Regions from separate parts of the Sus scrofa genome. Here region 2 is linked to region 1. The links are chromatin contacts, called in public HiChIP or PLAC-seq maps. All regions are on one chromosome and are shown on one strand. Each heading gives the region's core, a stretch centred on a gene start, on an enhancer-like site or on the middle of the called end of the contact. The rest is flanking DNA. Distances are from core to core; before and after follow the strand shown.

Region 1 (3,376 bases), core at 756-3,255:
TCAAAGATCAGAAACAAAGGTTCCCATGGTGGCTCACTGGTTAACAAACCAGTGAGTTCCCGTTGGAGTTCCCGTTGTGGCGCAGTGGTTAACGAATCTGACTAGGAACCATGAGGTTGTGGGTTCGATCCCTGGCCTTGCTCAATGGGTTAAGGATCCAGCCTTGCTGTGGGCTGTGGTGTGGGTCACAGATGCAGCTCGGATCCTGTGTTGCTGTGGCTCTGGCATAGGCCAGCAGCTACAGCTCCAATTAGACCCCTAGCCTGGGAACCTCCATATGCCAAGGGAGTGGCCCTAGAAAAGGCCAAAAAAAAAAAGACAAAAAACAAACAAACAAACAAAAAACAAACCTGACTATTAACCATGAGGACGTGAGTTTGATCCCTGGCCTTGCTCTGTGGGTAAAGGATCTGGTGTTGCCATGAGCTGTGGTATAGGTTGCAGACGCGGTTTGGAGTCTGAGCTGTTGTGGCTGTGGTGTAGGCTGACAGCTATAGCTCCGATTTGACCCCTAGCCTGGGAACTTCCAAATGCTGCAGGTGTGGCTCTAAAAAGACAAAGACAAAAAAAAAAAAAAAAAAAAAAAGTTCATCGATAGAGGACTGGCTAAATCAATTATGATGCATCCAGTCCATGGAATGCCAAATAATCATTTTAAAAAGGAGTGATATAGTAAGAAAGAACAACAAGTCTTGAAATAGCTGAAATAGATCCTGGCGGTACTGGTTATCTCTGGGGAGGAAGACTAGTGGCAGAGGAGCAAGAGAAGGAGGACGTTTTGTCTTCATCATCTAACCCTTATACACTTTGCATTTTGTTCTTTGTATTACCCATACACACACTAAGAAAAGGATTGATTATTTTCTGAAAGTACCTTTGGCATCTAGTCCAAAACATGGTGATCGAACTAGCTATATAATTCAAAAAATTATAATCACCAGAGTTCTCATTTGCTGAGCACTTAACCTGCATTAGCCTCAATATTAAGGCTCTTTGCAACACGTTTTATCTGATTTTTCTCCTCAGAGCAGCCCTACAAAGTAGATTTTACCATCTTTATTTTAGAAATGAGAACACTATGACTCAAGGAGTTTTTAAAAGATGCCTGAGGTTACACAACCCACACAAGGCAAAACTGGGATTCAAACCTAGCTGGAGCTAACTTTTTCCACCGGGCCCTGGGGGCCTCCTACGATCACTCAGTGCAACTATATCTCCCTCCTCACTCCCATCCCCAGGGCCTGGCAGAATGCTTGGCCCATAGGAGGTGTCTAATACATGCTGAATGAATGACAAACAGAAAGCAAAACGGTGACAGCGAGACTCCACAAGAAATTCCCTAAAAGGAATTTTACACATGTTTGAGCATCTCAGGATCGCAGGATAATATCCCTCTGAGGTTACTTGGAAGACAACAACAACCTTCACTTGGATGGCTCTGCTCTGCTGTGTTTGCTAAAAAAAATAAAAAATAAAAATAAAATAGTCACATTGTGTTTGCTCACACCTCACAAAAGCCTCATTACTTGAAAATGCCTTTCTGGTGGAAGATGATTTCACAACAAGGAGAACCAGAGAATGTGCTTTTCATTAGGTTACTTTTAATAATAACTGCCTGGCAGATGGGATTATGCGAATAAATAGGTATGTCTCTTTTGTTTCTATCTTCTGTTTTTCCTCGTGCGGGTTGGAAAATTCCAACAAGCTCGGCCATTCATTTCAGGGTGAATGTGGGACCCAAACAGTTAAATATCAGCCAAGTTGGCTTCCTTGCTGCCTCCCAGCCAAGGAGATGAATGGAATGCTCATGAGGTCGCTTGGCAGACATCCACATTCCTATGGGAACGTTGCAGCAGGGAGGGCTTTGGGACACGAAGAGGCAAACGTGTGGGAGTTGTGGGGCAAACTGCAAATGATCCGAAGTCTCAGAAAAATGCCTGCAGCGCCCACTGGCAGAGGATGCTTTGCAGAGGACCAGTGACATCTCCGTCCTTGCTCGAGTCCACGCAGACTCCGTCCTTGCTCGAGTCCACGCAGACAGAAATCGAATGGTACCGCTACTTCCTACAGCCGCCCAGGCGTTGAACCGCCAGGGCCACTTCCCGCATCGCTGCAGCTGAGAGCTCGTTAAAAGAATTTCATCAAGGAGTCCCACTTCTTCAGCGGATCTGTATCCTCATTCCTCTTTCCCTCATCACACTCAAGAAAATGACCTGGGGGCAATGTGCCCAAGCCCCGCTTCCTCACCTTCTCTCGCCTCCACACACAGGGTCTCTGTCCACCTCCAAGAAAGGGACTCAAACCCAGTGCATTGTCATTTTCCTCAAATGCATCCTTGTATCATTTCAAACATACTCTAGGGAGCTCCCGTGGCATCCTAGCAATAACAAATCCGACCAGTTACCCATGAGGACTCGGGTTTGATCCCTGGCCTTGCTCAGTGGGTTAAGGATCCAGCATTGCCGTGAGCTGTGGTGTAGGTTGCAGATGAGGCTCGGATCCCGCATTGCTGTGGCTGTGGCATAGGCCGGGGTCTGCAGCTCTGATTGAACCCCTAGCCTGGGAACCTCCATGTGCGAGGGTACGGCCCTAGAAAAGGCAAAAAGACAAAAAAAAAAAAAAAATAGAAACTATGATATTCATGTTTTCCCCCAAATGGTAGCTCATCAGAAAATGTCTTACCTCACCACAAAAAGGAAGCTTGAGCCCAGAGCTGTGTATTCAGAGACTTCTGCATGTCCCGGCGACATTTCCTGCACCCATCATTCTGAGAAAGGCTCCCCATCCTGAGGAGGGGGCCTTGTGCTCCAATTCTCTGCCCCACTTGGTGGCATTCGTCCCAGGGAGTGGTAAGCACTTGAGAAGAGTTCTCTGTAGTAAGTTGGGGTGTTAAGATAAGACTTTTTTTTTTTTTTTTTTTAATTCCGGGGCCAACAGGCTAGGATGTGGAGAGAATGGAGACATTCAGAGCTATGGTGTTTATTTATTTATTTTTTCTCTCTGTTCCATCTTATCTCCAGGGTTTGCAAAAGACACCTTTCCAGTTCCTCTGCAAAGGCACAAAGATAAGCCCGTAGGTCCCTGGCTTCATTGCCTGGGCCCTACCTAATTAATGTCCTTGAAGGCAAAATTCTCAGTCTCTCCCAAGGCCAGCAAGCTAGGCTAAAGATTACAAAGAAGGGACTCTGGCAGGGAGAAACAGCAGTTTCTAGGGAGGGAAATAGCATCCTGGCTTTTGGTACCACAGGGCGCCAAAACCTTAGAAGACTTCAGACCCAGAAGAAGAAGAATAAAGGGAATAAAATGGCATGGAAATGACATGAATATAATATAATATTAATGTAATACAATCATCTGCTCAGTTCATAATCCAGCT
Region 2 (3,177 bases), core at 388-2,887, 180 kb before region 1:
AGAGCCACAGCAACGCAGGATCCGAGCCGTGTCTGCGACCTACACCACAGCTCACAGCAACGCCGGATCCTTAACCCACTGAGCAAGGGCAGGGATGGAACCCGCAACCTCATGGTTCCTAGTCGGATTCGTTAACCACTGCGTCACGACAGGAACTCCCTGTCTTTCATCTTTTTAATTCGCTAGCCAAAAAATAATATGCTATTGTTCTTGTGATTTTGATTCTATAACACATTCATTGAATAGTCCGACTTCCACTGGAATTTAATCAGGAACACCCCCCCCTCCACCTCCGCCCAAGCACTGACTTAAAACATGCTCTGTGACGTCTTGGGTGGATTGCATGACTTTCTGGTCTCTTCCCGCTATAAGGACATTTAGGTTCATCTTCTTTTTTTTATGGCTGCACCCATGGCACATGGAAGTTCCTGGGCGAGCAGTGGAAGCAGAGCTGCAGCTGGGGCTTGCAACCACAGCCTCATCAACACTGGATCCAAGCCACATCTGCAACCTACACTGCAGCTTGCAGCACCACCAGATCCTTAACCCACTGAGTGAGGCCAGAGATCAAACCTGAATCCTCAAAGGGACAATGTCGTGTCCTTAACCCACTGAGCCACAATGGAGACTCCCAACATTTAGGTTCTTATGACTCACCTGTTGGTACGAAGATCTAGTCCAGTCTGAAATCAAAACTTAACTTCTCATCCAGTTCAAAGTCTTCCAATATCGACGGTGTTGTTATAATGCTCTCCTGATGGTTGCTGTTTTGCTGGTTCATTGCTGATGTGTTTGGTTCTTCAGAGGCCCTGCAGGGAATTTTAAAAGAGTTCTTGAGTGTGGTTAGCTTCATGGGGATTTCAGTCTTTGGAATCCATGACTCAGTGGCCTCCCCTGTTACACGTTACAATCATGGCATCGCAGGGCTGCTGTTGCTGTCACCCATAGAAAAACATGATGACATCTGTTTAAGTTCCCCAGAAATGACAGCAAAGTGGAATGAAAAGTCCAATGTTTAAAAGATGTATATCTGATCATTAGAATATGGAAAAATCAATTCCTTTGGAAGTTAGAACCATATGTTTTTTTCTTTTTTAAAAAGGTTTCTTTCTGAAGCCTCAATTCTGCCTTGGATGTCTTCAGGAAAAAGGAGTGTATAAGTGTAGTTTTTTATTGCAGGCATTGTAGATGAAACGGGTCCTGGGGAGAGGCCATCAAAGTAGAGATTTATTCTTTGGCGTTGAAGCATAGAGGAGATAAACCATGAAAGGATATTTTTAAAACTTTCATTTAAAACATGCCCGGTGAATCACAAATTCTTCCCAGCCAGCGTTTCAGTTTGTCTTCTGAAATCTGAAAACTCGAAATATTCACTCTAGGGGTTGGGAGGAGAGGGGATTGCTCAGGTTTCAGTTACAGGTTACAGTTTTTTATTGTTTTCTTCTCCTAATGGCTTCTTATACCCTTCCATGTGTTTCCAGCTGCCCATATGACCCCCACCGCAGAGGAAAGCAATTTGGCGTGCTCATGGCCAGAAGATATTGGGTTGTCACCCACTTGAAGGGCCTTAGCATGAGGGTGATGCTTAGCTCAGGGGAACTGGGCCCCAGAGTTGGCTTTGCCATCTGGAGGTATTTTGTGATCCAAGGTCTTTTTGGCATCAGCTCCGCCTGGTAGAGAACAGGTTTTCGTAACATCCGTTCCACGTTGCTTCCACTTCTAAAACAAGTCTTCCTAAAACACAGGCTTCTCCCTGACTCAGGATCTGGCAGGACTCTCCGTCCTTTTAAAAGATATGGCATAGGTTCCTCAGTCCAGCTTTTAAGGCCTCCAGAGTCTGGTTCTAACTTGACTTGATATTCCTCTGCTTCCTAACATGCTGATGGTCATCTGCTGATTATCTTCATACAGGTCCCGCCAGTACTGGGGTCTGTACCTTTGCTTGTGTGTTCCCCAGTCTCCCACCCCTGCCCACCTGCCCCGGCCCTGCTGGCTCAGCCCAGCTACTGCGGCCCCCATGGCACTCTCACACATCTGGCCCTGCTGCCCTTCCTGTTAGAGCGGTGAACCCTGGATCACATGCCTCCTGGTGCATCTGCTGGTTTCATGTTTTGGATTGATTTCCTCCACTTGATTAGGAATTCTTGGTTTGCAGTGACCATATCCTCTTCTTGTCTCGCAGCCTTCCCAGCCAAGCGTGCAGACTGTACTCAGTTAGGCTCGCTGATTGGTTGGGATGTGGTGACCTGGTCAGCAGGCCATGTCACTGTTTCACTGCGCTCCAGTGAGCAGGGGACAGCTTAAGAGATGGACCCAGTGTTTTCCCAGCTAGATCATGGGTCTCTGGTGGGGAGCTCAGGGGCTAGTTCCTTAAGAGTCTGGGGTATAGGATGTGCGCTGAATTCACATCCTAGCTGACTAGCTCTGTGAACTTGGCCATGTCATCTCATTTCTTCCCTGATATAACTCAGATGTGTTTGTTTATAAACAGGTATGATGTGCTAAGCCCTATTTGAGGAGCTGGGGATATGGCAGTGAATAGAATAGAGATCTGCATAATAAGGCAGGGCCAACTATGTGAAAATCTTGGGGATGAACTTTGCAAAAAAGAAGGGCTAGCAGGTGCAGCCACAGAAGTTTATGAAATCGAAAGGAGGCCCATGTGGTTGAAGCATGGAGGTCGAGGGGAGGCTGGTGCTGGGGCTGGGAGCCAGGCCAAGACTGGATGCTGCAGAGTCCCACAGGACCATCAGAAGACTGAGTTTTTCCCTAAAACATATGGGAAACCACTAGAGGATTTTGGCAGTGAAAAACGTGGTCTGTTTTTATTCACAGTGCCTGCCTCTTTGGCCATTAACTGCAATTAAGTAAGATAATATATGCAAGGAACCTGGTATACAGTAGGTGCTTGATAAGTGGTAATTAAGCTTTTCATGTTTTGGAGAAAAACTGGTTGTTTCCTATAGTTTGACTTGTCGCCTGAATAATGGTACCCCAAAATGTCTATGTCCTAATCCTTGGAATCTGTGACTATGTTACTTTACAGGGCAAAGGGGAATTAAGGTTGCAAATGGAATTAAGATCGTTAATTAGCTGACCTGAAAATAGGGAGACTATCTTGGATTATCCAAGTGGATCTAGAGTCATCACAAGCATCCTTCAGCATCAAGGAGGGAG

Evidence for each region. HiChIP or PLAC-seq counts read pairs in DNA pulled down with a chosen protein or histone mark.
Region 2: a contact with region 1 is called in an H3K27ac HiChIP or PLAC-seq map of skeletal muscle, with 2.6 times the contacts expected there. The contact joins two enhancer-like sites. A contact is called at or near these places in 3 of 47 Hi-C or Micro-C datasets (embryonic fibroblasts, fibroblasts and heart right ventricle) and 1 of 2 datasets of contacts at active chromatin or transcription factors (skeletal muscle).

The regions. Positions count from the first base shown.
Region 1 is chr2:46,809,065-46,812,440 of Sscrofa11.1, reverse strand. No RefSeq gene overlaps it. Among named protein-coding and RNA genes, the nearest start is that of TEAD1, 140 kb to the right of the region's middle. Within about 2 kb of position 2,005, at least 18 of the 83 cell types and tissues checked have an H3K27ac peak or open chromatin away from gene starts, as enhancers often do. A contact at or near this core is called in embryonic fibroblasts, where this site is marked.
Region 2 is chr2:46,985,366-46,988,542 of Sscrofa11.1, reverse strand. All of the region lies in intron 2 of PARVA (alpha-parvin), which reads left to right. Among named protein-coding and RNA genes, the nearest start is that of PARVA, 41 kb to the left of the region's middle. Within about 2 kb of position 1,637, at least 16 of the 83 cell types and tissues checked have an H3K27ac peak or open chromatin away from gene starts, as enhancers often do. A contact at or near this core is called in embryonic fibroblasts, where this site is marked.